Linked DNA regions of Danio rerio: region 2 is linked to region 1. The links are chromatin contacts, called in public Micro-C maps. All regions are on one chromosome and are shown on one strand. Each heading gives the region's core, a stretch centred on a gene start, on an enhancer-like site or on the middle of the called end of the contact. The rest is flanking DNA. Distances are from core to core; before and after follow the strand shown.

What was found. A called contact is a pair of places that touch in the nucleus more often than the background predicts.
Region 2: a Micro-C map of caudal fin shows a contact between it and region 1, with 4 times the contacts expected there. The contact joins the promoter of angptl2b here to the enhancer-like site in region 1. A contact is called at or near these places in 2 of 18 Hi-C or Micro-C datasets (caudal fin and an unstated tissue).

Annotation. Positions count from the first base shown.
Region 1 is chr8:35,076,535-35,080,927 of GRCz12tu, reverse strand. The region is part of intron 9 of ralgps1 (Ral GEF with PH domain and SH3 binding motif 1); the gene reads left to right. Among named protein-coding and RNA genes, the nearest start is that of angptl2b, 65 kb to the left of the region's middle. Within about 2 kb of position 2,642, at least 9 of the 62 cell types and tissues checked have an H3K27ac peak or open chromatin away from gene starts, as enhancers often do.
Region 2 is chr8:35,141,585-35,145,977 of GRCz12tu, reverse strand. It overlaps angptl2b (angiopoietin-like 2b), which reads right to left and starts at 2,392. Exons shown (of 4, transcript NM_001126478.1): 1 at 1,425-2,392. The coding sequence starts at 2,319. All of the region lies in intron 9 of ralgps1 (Ral GEF with PH domain and SH3 binding motif 1), which reads left to right.

The DNA.
Region 1 (4,393 bases), core at 1,393-3,892:
ATGGGCTATTTTATCTCATTATGCAATATGCTGTGTAAAGCTTCCTGGCGTTCATGGCAATTTCCATAAACTCTGTATTGAAATCTTCAGGCATGGCAGCATAATGAGTTAGTCTGATTGTAAGCGAAGTCTGTGCTACAGTAGCTAGCATTATTCTGCCTTGGTGTATTGTGTTTCAGGTATTAACAGACAGAATAATTGTCTAAAGTTGTCATCTTTGTCTGTATACGTTTTACACATGGGTGAACAGACTGTTAAAAAGATTCAAAAGTGTATTCTTGGCTCTAAAAATGCCTTTGAGAGCCAAACCTATTATACCAGTGTGTCCGCCTTCAGAATCAGTAATGTGTGTTCATTTAAAAGAATATTTCACCTAAAATGTACATTTTGTTACCATATACTCACCTTCACAGCTTTTAATATTCATCTTAAATTTGTTTTATAAGTGATTCATTTATTCATTCATTTCCCTTCGCTTTTGAATCTATTTCAGAGGTTGTCAGAGAGGAATAAACTGCCAACTATTCCAGATTATGTTTTACGCAGCGAATGCCCTTCCAGCTACAACCCAATATAGGGAAACACATATACACTTATTCACACACACTCATACACTTTATGAGGAACAATTTAGTTTATTCAATTAACCTATACCATATGTCTTTGGATTAGAGCTGCATGATTAATCGAAAAAAGATTGCAATCTCGATTCGATCCCCTAGACGACCTTAATCCAACATTCCTATGATTCTGCCAATCATATTTTCAAGTTCAGGAGAGAAGCAAAGGTGGCCGCACAAGTCTTCACATTGTTTGTTATACGTAGCTTAGCAACATGGACACCTACAAATAGTGTTGAAAGAGTCACATACTGTATTTATGAGGTATAATTCACCCAAAAATGTCATTTCTATCTTCATGTAATGCTGTATATGTGGCTGGGAAATCACATGTGACGTGAGCTGACCATAAGCTGTTGCCACAGAGAGGGCGAGCGCACAACTGTGAATGAAGTCTGCTTTAGTGAACAGAACCTGTATAGGCTGTGAATAACAGGTAATAAAGTTGTAAAAAAACATTCAGTTTGTAGCACAGTAATCGTTTTGGAGCAGCGCGGGAAGTATGAACCACTTAGCAGTGAAAATTAAACCAAAAACATGAACATCATTTAAAAAATCATATCGCATTTTAGAGTTATATTGCGACAAGAATTTAGTATGTTTTTCTTTCATAGATTGTTGTTCATGAGAATAAATGTTCAACAGTGTCAGTGTAACTACTCTAGCTATACATCTATAGAATCGTGAGAAAAATCGTAATGTTTATTTTAAGCAAAAAAAAAATCTCGATTCTGAGTGAGGACACATTTATTCTGTCTAATAAGAATTGTGCAATTAGACTATGTGGAACACCCACAATAAAAACAGAAAAACAAGACAGAATTATAATGGAATTATAAGGGTCTATCTGTCAAAATTCCTTTGGAGATATCTCTAATTATAATTGTGACTAGTCGAAATTCATTTAGAGATATCTCCAATTACAATTGTGAATAGTCAAAACTCATTTAGAGATATCTGCAAATATTTTTCAATGGAAGTCAATGGAGGAATATGACTAATCATAATATATTTGCAGATATCTCCAATCTGATTTCGTACTAGTACAATTGTAATTGCAGATATCTCTAATTGTCATTCTGAGTAGTCGAATTATAATTATGACTAGTCAAAATATAATTAGAGATATCTCTAAATATATTTATGGAGTCAGAACAAAGATTTAAATGCTAAAAAGGCTTGCCATAGAGAGCGCTTCTCACTGAACAGCGCAGCAGCGATGACGTAAGCGTGCCGAGGCCCGATATGGTGTGAGTGCTGGCCGTCGGGGGAGATGGGAGGGGGGACAAGCATGCTTTGGCCCGGTTGGAGGCAACTGTACCTAGTGTGAGTACGGCCTAAGGCAAAATATATGAATCTATGTAAATGTAAAAGCAAAAAGTCTTGGGAATAGTCTTCTCATTCAAACTTTTTAGTTGACTGTCCATTTGAAGCTCAGATCTTAGAATAGGTCATAGATCTTAGAATAGATCAATGTACGTCAAAAGTACGATATACTATAAATACTATAAATATAATATATTTATAGTATATATATACTATATATACTATAAATATGAATATATATTTTTATATATCTATTATGACAGTATATTGAGTAAAAAAAAGACATTCTGAAAATTTATTTTAGGGAAAATAAATTAAACCTGAAATTTAATTTTGAGTGGAAGTTTAAAATGTACTTTTGGCTGCTCCCCGTTTTACAAGTGGTATAACACCGCACTTGGCTGTGCAGCTCATGAAAAGTGTTTTGGGATTCATTGGCTGCGAATCCTGATGCAAATAAGTCCAGATGGTCTAAATAAAACATGAAAGTTAACCGCACATCATCATTAATCATTCTTGCGTTCCTCACCCGTCCATCAGTCATCTATGTTCAACTGTTGTTGATTTCCGGATGGCAGGTGTTAACACTTCCTTTCTCAGTTGTTTCAGAACTTTGGAAAGCCCTAAATGGGAAAAGCAAATCCCGAGAGACAGACGCACTATCACATGTGAACTCACACCTCTGGAATGTCTCTCAGCCGCTAGCCAGGCCGCAGTCTCAACACCCTTCAAGCTGTTTGCTTGAAGACACACACATTTTTTCCCCTTCCATAGTCGGCTAGAATTCAAACAGACCTTGTAATTAAAGGCCCCAAACCACTTTACTGTGGTTGCACAAGTGTCACACACAAAATACATTTTTCCACAGTCATCCACATTTGAATGTTCAATTCATAAGTGTGACGACATGAGAATCTAGGAATAGTATTATTTTGTTTATCTGTGGACATTTTCAGTAAGGTGTATGATTGTGTTTGCTGCTTGACATAAGAGAGATCTGGGATTTTATACTGACACCTACTGGTGTGGAAGCAGCATCATGTGCAAGTTATAGTTTGATGCTGTTGTACAGTATAAAGGCTGCAAATACCAGTGTCATTGATTCACTTTATAAACGGATAGTTTAAATTTTTATTTGCAGTATTTTCACATGCATTAATGAATTAGGTATAATGTTTTTACTGTTATTTACTGTTTAATCAGAATACAATAACTAGAAAATGAATTCAGAATTTTTGATTGGTGGGAATTATTTTGTTGGGGAATATCTGCATTTAATAAACAAATAAAAACCATAGATAAATACAATTGAACAAACTTACAAATTAAATAAATCAAGTTTTGTGATTTTCTGTAGGATACATTTTTCGAATCAGTGGGATACAGAAATGCAATAACTAAAAAACTTATTTGTTTAAATTCACTTGAAATCCTAAAACTATTTCACTCTGTTAGGGTTAAACTTAATGATGACCCTACAAATCACATGTCCTGAACGCTGGTTGTTTTAATAGTAAATATAAAAGCACTGTGGCGCAATGGGTAGCACGATCACATCACAGCAAGAAGGTCACTGGTTTGAACCTCAGCTGGGTCAGCTGGCATTTCTGTGTGGAGTTTGCATGTTCTCCCTGTGTTGGTGTGGGTTTCCTCCAGGTGCTCTGGTTTCCCCCACAGTCCAATAACGTGCTATAGGTGAATTGGGTAAGCTAAAATTGTTCATAGTGTATGAGTGTGAATGAGTGTGTATGAATGTTTCCTAGTGATGGGTTGCTGCTGGAATGGCATCCGCTGCATAAAACATGTGTTGAATACTGCTGTGGTGACCCCAGATTTAAAAAGGGACTAAGCTGAAAAGAAAATGAATGAATAAATGAATAATAGCAACAAGTAAATAGTTCAGCCCTAATTTACAATAGGAAATGTATGTTTCTTCATGGAACATGATCTTTATGTAATATATTAATAATTTTGGGGGTAAAAGAAAAATCTATCATTTTGACACATATGATTAATTTTTTCTATTGCCAAAATACAGGTATGTGTGAGTAATGTAAGACTGGTTGTGTGATCCAGGGTCCCACTTGGAATTAATTTATTTTGATGGTCCCTTTAACACATTTTGTTCATTGTAACTTACAACCACATGCCAGCTAATTCTTATTTCTTTTTCCTATTTGATGAAAACAGCGTAGAGATTATTTTCCATAATCCAAAACACTGGTGTATCATATTTTCCTATTTTACTGTAAGACTTCCCCATTCTGATGAAATTCTATTGGACGTCTACAACAAATAAAATTTTTTCACCTGAATTCGAAAAGTTAAGCTTTACAGCTCTAATTATGTGCCCCCCAATTTCAACGCCCTTCTGGAAGTAAATTGCATGGCCCCTGATTTCCACCCCGTCCCGAAAGTAAATTGCTTTAGCTAGCCAAACGTAATAA
Region 2 (4,393 bases), core at 1,143-3,642, 65 kb before region 1:
AACTTATATCTTTTGTAGTTAAGATAGTTATAGAAATGCCTTTTGCCCACATTTTTCTGCTCAGTCACATACAGTAACTTTTATGTCTGTATTTCATACTGTTGTCAAGATACTACTGCATGCAAGAAAGGCACAGCTTTGACCTCGACCCATCAGTTTTAAGGCTGGGCTTGACGTCACTATTGACCTGCAAACATCAGTTCCTCCTGGTGAAGCAAATATACCTAGAAAATGATCCTTGGGCAGTGGTTTCCAACTCCAATCATGGGGACCCACATGTTGTGTGTCTCCAATTTAACACACAATGGAATTTGCGAACAGCTGATTTCGTAACAAGTGAATGAATTTCCCCATTGCAGGTATTGGTTAGTTCAAGCAGGCCTCCTAATCAATTTATGCTATCAGCTGATTTAGGAATTAAAAGCCCTGGCCCTAGCTGATCCAATGTCTATGCACTCAATTGGCAAATGCTTTACCAGACGCATTACATACACTATGCAGAACAGTTATTGTATGCTGTATATTGACAGTTCATAAACTACTGTATTTTTGCTCCTTTATTCTCTTTTCAGTTTTTTTCCCGTCACATTGTACAGAGTTTGCAGTCGCACGCTGTGCTGCAGCAACAAAGGCCACCTTTTCATTTAAAAGAAACCAAAAATGTTTTTGTGCTTCATGCAATATCCACCAGGTTGCGCAAGGAACAACCGTTTTTCCATTGTCGGGCAAGTCTGAGCAAATGCCCCCTAAATTAAACAGCCCACCCAGAGGTTTGTTTCAGAAAACCCTTGTTAGCCAACTAAGGTCGCAAGTTCCATCATTATATTAAATAAATATAGGGGAAAGAAAAAAACACAGCTACTGGTCAGTTTACGAAATTCCATACAACACCTTACAGTCTATTTTTTTATTTATTTTTTTGCTTACAATCGCCCTTATGTTTCTCTTTTAAACTTAAAGGTGTTGCATAAAATAATAAAGCAGTTTTAATTTAAAAGGTGATATTTCTTTACTGCATCCTCCTTGTTTTTTGGTAATGCATAATAAACTTTACACCACATTAAAGACACAGCAGCCAGTAACTTTCAGTTGTTGAGTTTTTGTCACATTTAAAAAGTGTGTTTGTGCATGAAACGTGCGCGTTTAGATGCATATGTGTGAGAGACCGGGCAAAAGAGCGCTCGCTTCACAGCTCTTTCTTTCTTTCTTTCTTTCTTTCGGAGATAATAAATACATATTTGTATTCAAATATGAATACAACAGAAATAAGTAAATCTTTACAAATTACGTGTCCACTTTTGTAGGCTTAACACAATAATGTCAGATAAAATAGCCTAAGCTATATTAAAATCATTTAAAGAATTGCAAATATCGTAATAATAAGTAAGCATATGTACAAATGAAGGGATGAAGCTGAGACTCACCTGAGGGTTTGTTTGTGGTGGAAGGGCTGTGAGTTCCCCCTGGCATGGTGGGTGGAGGTGCAGGAGGTACTTTGAGGTTCTGATCACTCTGGATCTCATTAGTGATCTGGTTGTTGCGGTTAAATGTAGGTGGCTGGTAGGGCTTATTAAGGGGTGGTGAGGGTCTGGGTTGTGGGTGGGGTTGGGGTTGAGGCTGAGGCTGTGGCTGAGGCTGTACAGGTACCCTGGGTACCGGTGGCCCCCTCTGACACTGTGCTTCAAGAAGGGCAATGAGTGCTGACTGGTTATTGGCCAGCGATGCAAGGTGCTGATACTTATGCTCCAGGTCTTTATAGCGGTTAGTAAGCTGCAGCATCTCAGAGGTCTGGTTGAGGATCTTGTTTTCCAATTGCGACAACTCTAGTGCATTGTCTCTTTTGCGGATGATCTCATGCAGCAGCTGCATGTATAGCTGTGTCACTCGGGAATTCATATTACGGGACTCCTTGCGCAGAAGCTTCACCTCATTGACGATGCCACCATCGACTTCTACAAGCTGCTGCAGAGTCTCAATTTGTCTCTTCTGCTTGTGCAGTTCAGAGTTGAGAAGTTCCAGCTCCTGTTTGTTGACACGGTTCTCCAGCACTGCCTCAGGCTCCTTGGAGTTCACACAGATGGCTCCTGTAACCTTCTGCTGGGGTACGATGAAGGTGTAGGAACACTTGTCCTGTGGAGGAGGCTCAGGGGCCCTTCGTGTGCGAGTGGTTGACAGGAATTCAACTTCCGGACCTTCATCACTGCTGTCAAACTCCTGAGGGCTGCCCTCCGTTTCAGGAAACCATCCACTTGCCAGAAGCAACACCAGACATACTAGTGAAGGAACATCCATGACCACACACACACCTGTGAAATACATAAGACAGAGAAGGAAGAAATTGGCACATGTATATTGATCTTATTTAAAATCACTTGACCAACAGAAAGCAGCTTGGTTACATGTCTTCAGTATGAACACTTTTCTCAGATGTGTAAACAATGAAAATATGAAGATATTCTTATTTTGAACCAACCCTTTGGTTAGGTAAATAATTATCATCCACATTACAACAAAATCATACTATAACATCTTTCCTCATACTAATCACATTTTCTATTTGATGGATCTCAGTGGTATAAGTGTATATTTATTCCATTCTGAAGGCCTTTGGGAGTCTAATTCCCCCAATGTCTATCTGAAAAGTCCCAGTTTAACCAAACTAACACAACCCTAAATGATCTAGACAGAAGATCTGGCACCTCACTCAACCTCAGTCACGGCATTGAGCTCATTACTACAGAGTTAGTGAGCTGCCTCTGTTTCTAACCCAACCATGGAAGCTCTTGACCTCTGGAAAGAGATTAGGTTACACTTGGAGAAATGGTCTGGCAAGCCCCTGTGTTCCTCCAGCACTGATGGAGAAGCAGACAGGAGTGTGGCTGACCCTCACAGCGGGGGGATTATGAGGCTCTTTAGTCCCATATTCTGGACGTTCTTGGCTTCGCCGGAGCTTCTGGACTGGAATCACAGTCAAGCACTCTCTCTGAATGTTCTCTCTTTCATAAAGAGTGCACGCTTGACTCATTCTAGTGAATCAGTTCATCCTCAACATTTCTCTTTCCTGCAATAGATCGAATTCATAGGTTTCAATCAATTTAATCAGAAAGTTACTGTAACCACTTTTGTCATGAGCAAGCCAGTTCTAACCACCTCAACCTCGCTCCAAACCAAATATCCCACTGAATAATGGAGCTGCTTCAGTTGTAGGGTGACACAAATTGTTTAATGCTGCTGAATGGATTATTTGGTCATTGTGGGTGTCCTGGCATGAGTTTGTTCTGGTGAGCTGCCATATGAGTTAGTTTTTGATGACAGCAATTGGTTATCTGAACCTTGCCACAGGCTTGAACATCGCTAAGGGAGAATGGAAAATCTGATGTCATTCTGATTCATACAAGCACTGAAAAATTACTCTGATTATAAGAGTCTGTTACATAAAATGCATTGTGCAAGGCATGTGCAACCTTGCCTAACAAAGGTCACAATACACTGATTTTAAATTAGGACCAGTTCATGTGTTGTTGTTTTTTTTAATTGCTTAGAGTTTTCCCTTGTACAAACATGGGCTTCATGCAGTGGTGTAAAAAGTATAAAAACTTAAACATTACTTGCAAACAGCAGTATTGTAAGCAGAGTATCTGTTCTAAAAGTCACACTACTAAAAGTATTTTATTAATCATCATACCCTGCAGATCAAAGGTGTTTTTTAAGTGTAAGTAAAATATTTTGCCATTCATGGACTAAAAATGTAAAATCTGAGAACACATTGCATTAACATATGCACAAATAATAAACTGACAAAAAAGCAGGCTGATCCGTTTACATGCACAGTGAAATCTGTGTAACCTAAGATGCAATATTCTAGCTGTGACAATATGTAAACACTTAGGTTATGCACTTTGATTCCTTACTAACACTTATGAGTGTCCAGCAGCTGGCACCAGCAAACCAATCTCATGTGGTACTATTTGTACATGCATTTGAAAACATAACATTTGTAGTGCATTTAGTTATTGTGTAAGGCCTTTTCTCTTTGGTACATCAGTGGATTTGCCCTTCAGTAGATCGGCCTTCAGCAGTGACATTTGCATTATACTGATCTTACTATATTAAACTAAACTTCAACATTGACATTTATACTAATCTGAACTGAAGCAGTTCCATTCATTCATTCATTCATTCATTCATTCATTCATTCATTCATTTATATTCAACTACTTTTCCAGGGCGGGGTTGCGGGGAACAGCAATCTTAGGAGAAAACCCCAGACTTCCCTCTCCCCAGACATTTCCTCCAGCTTTTTGGGGGGATCTTGAGACATTGCCAGACCAGCCCAAAGACATAGTCCCTCCAGCATGTCCTGGATCTTCCCCAAGGCCTCCTCCCGGTGGGA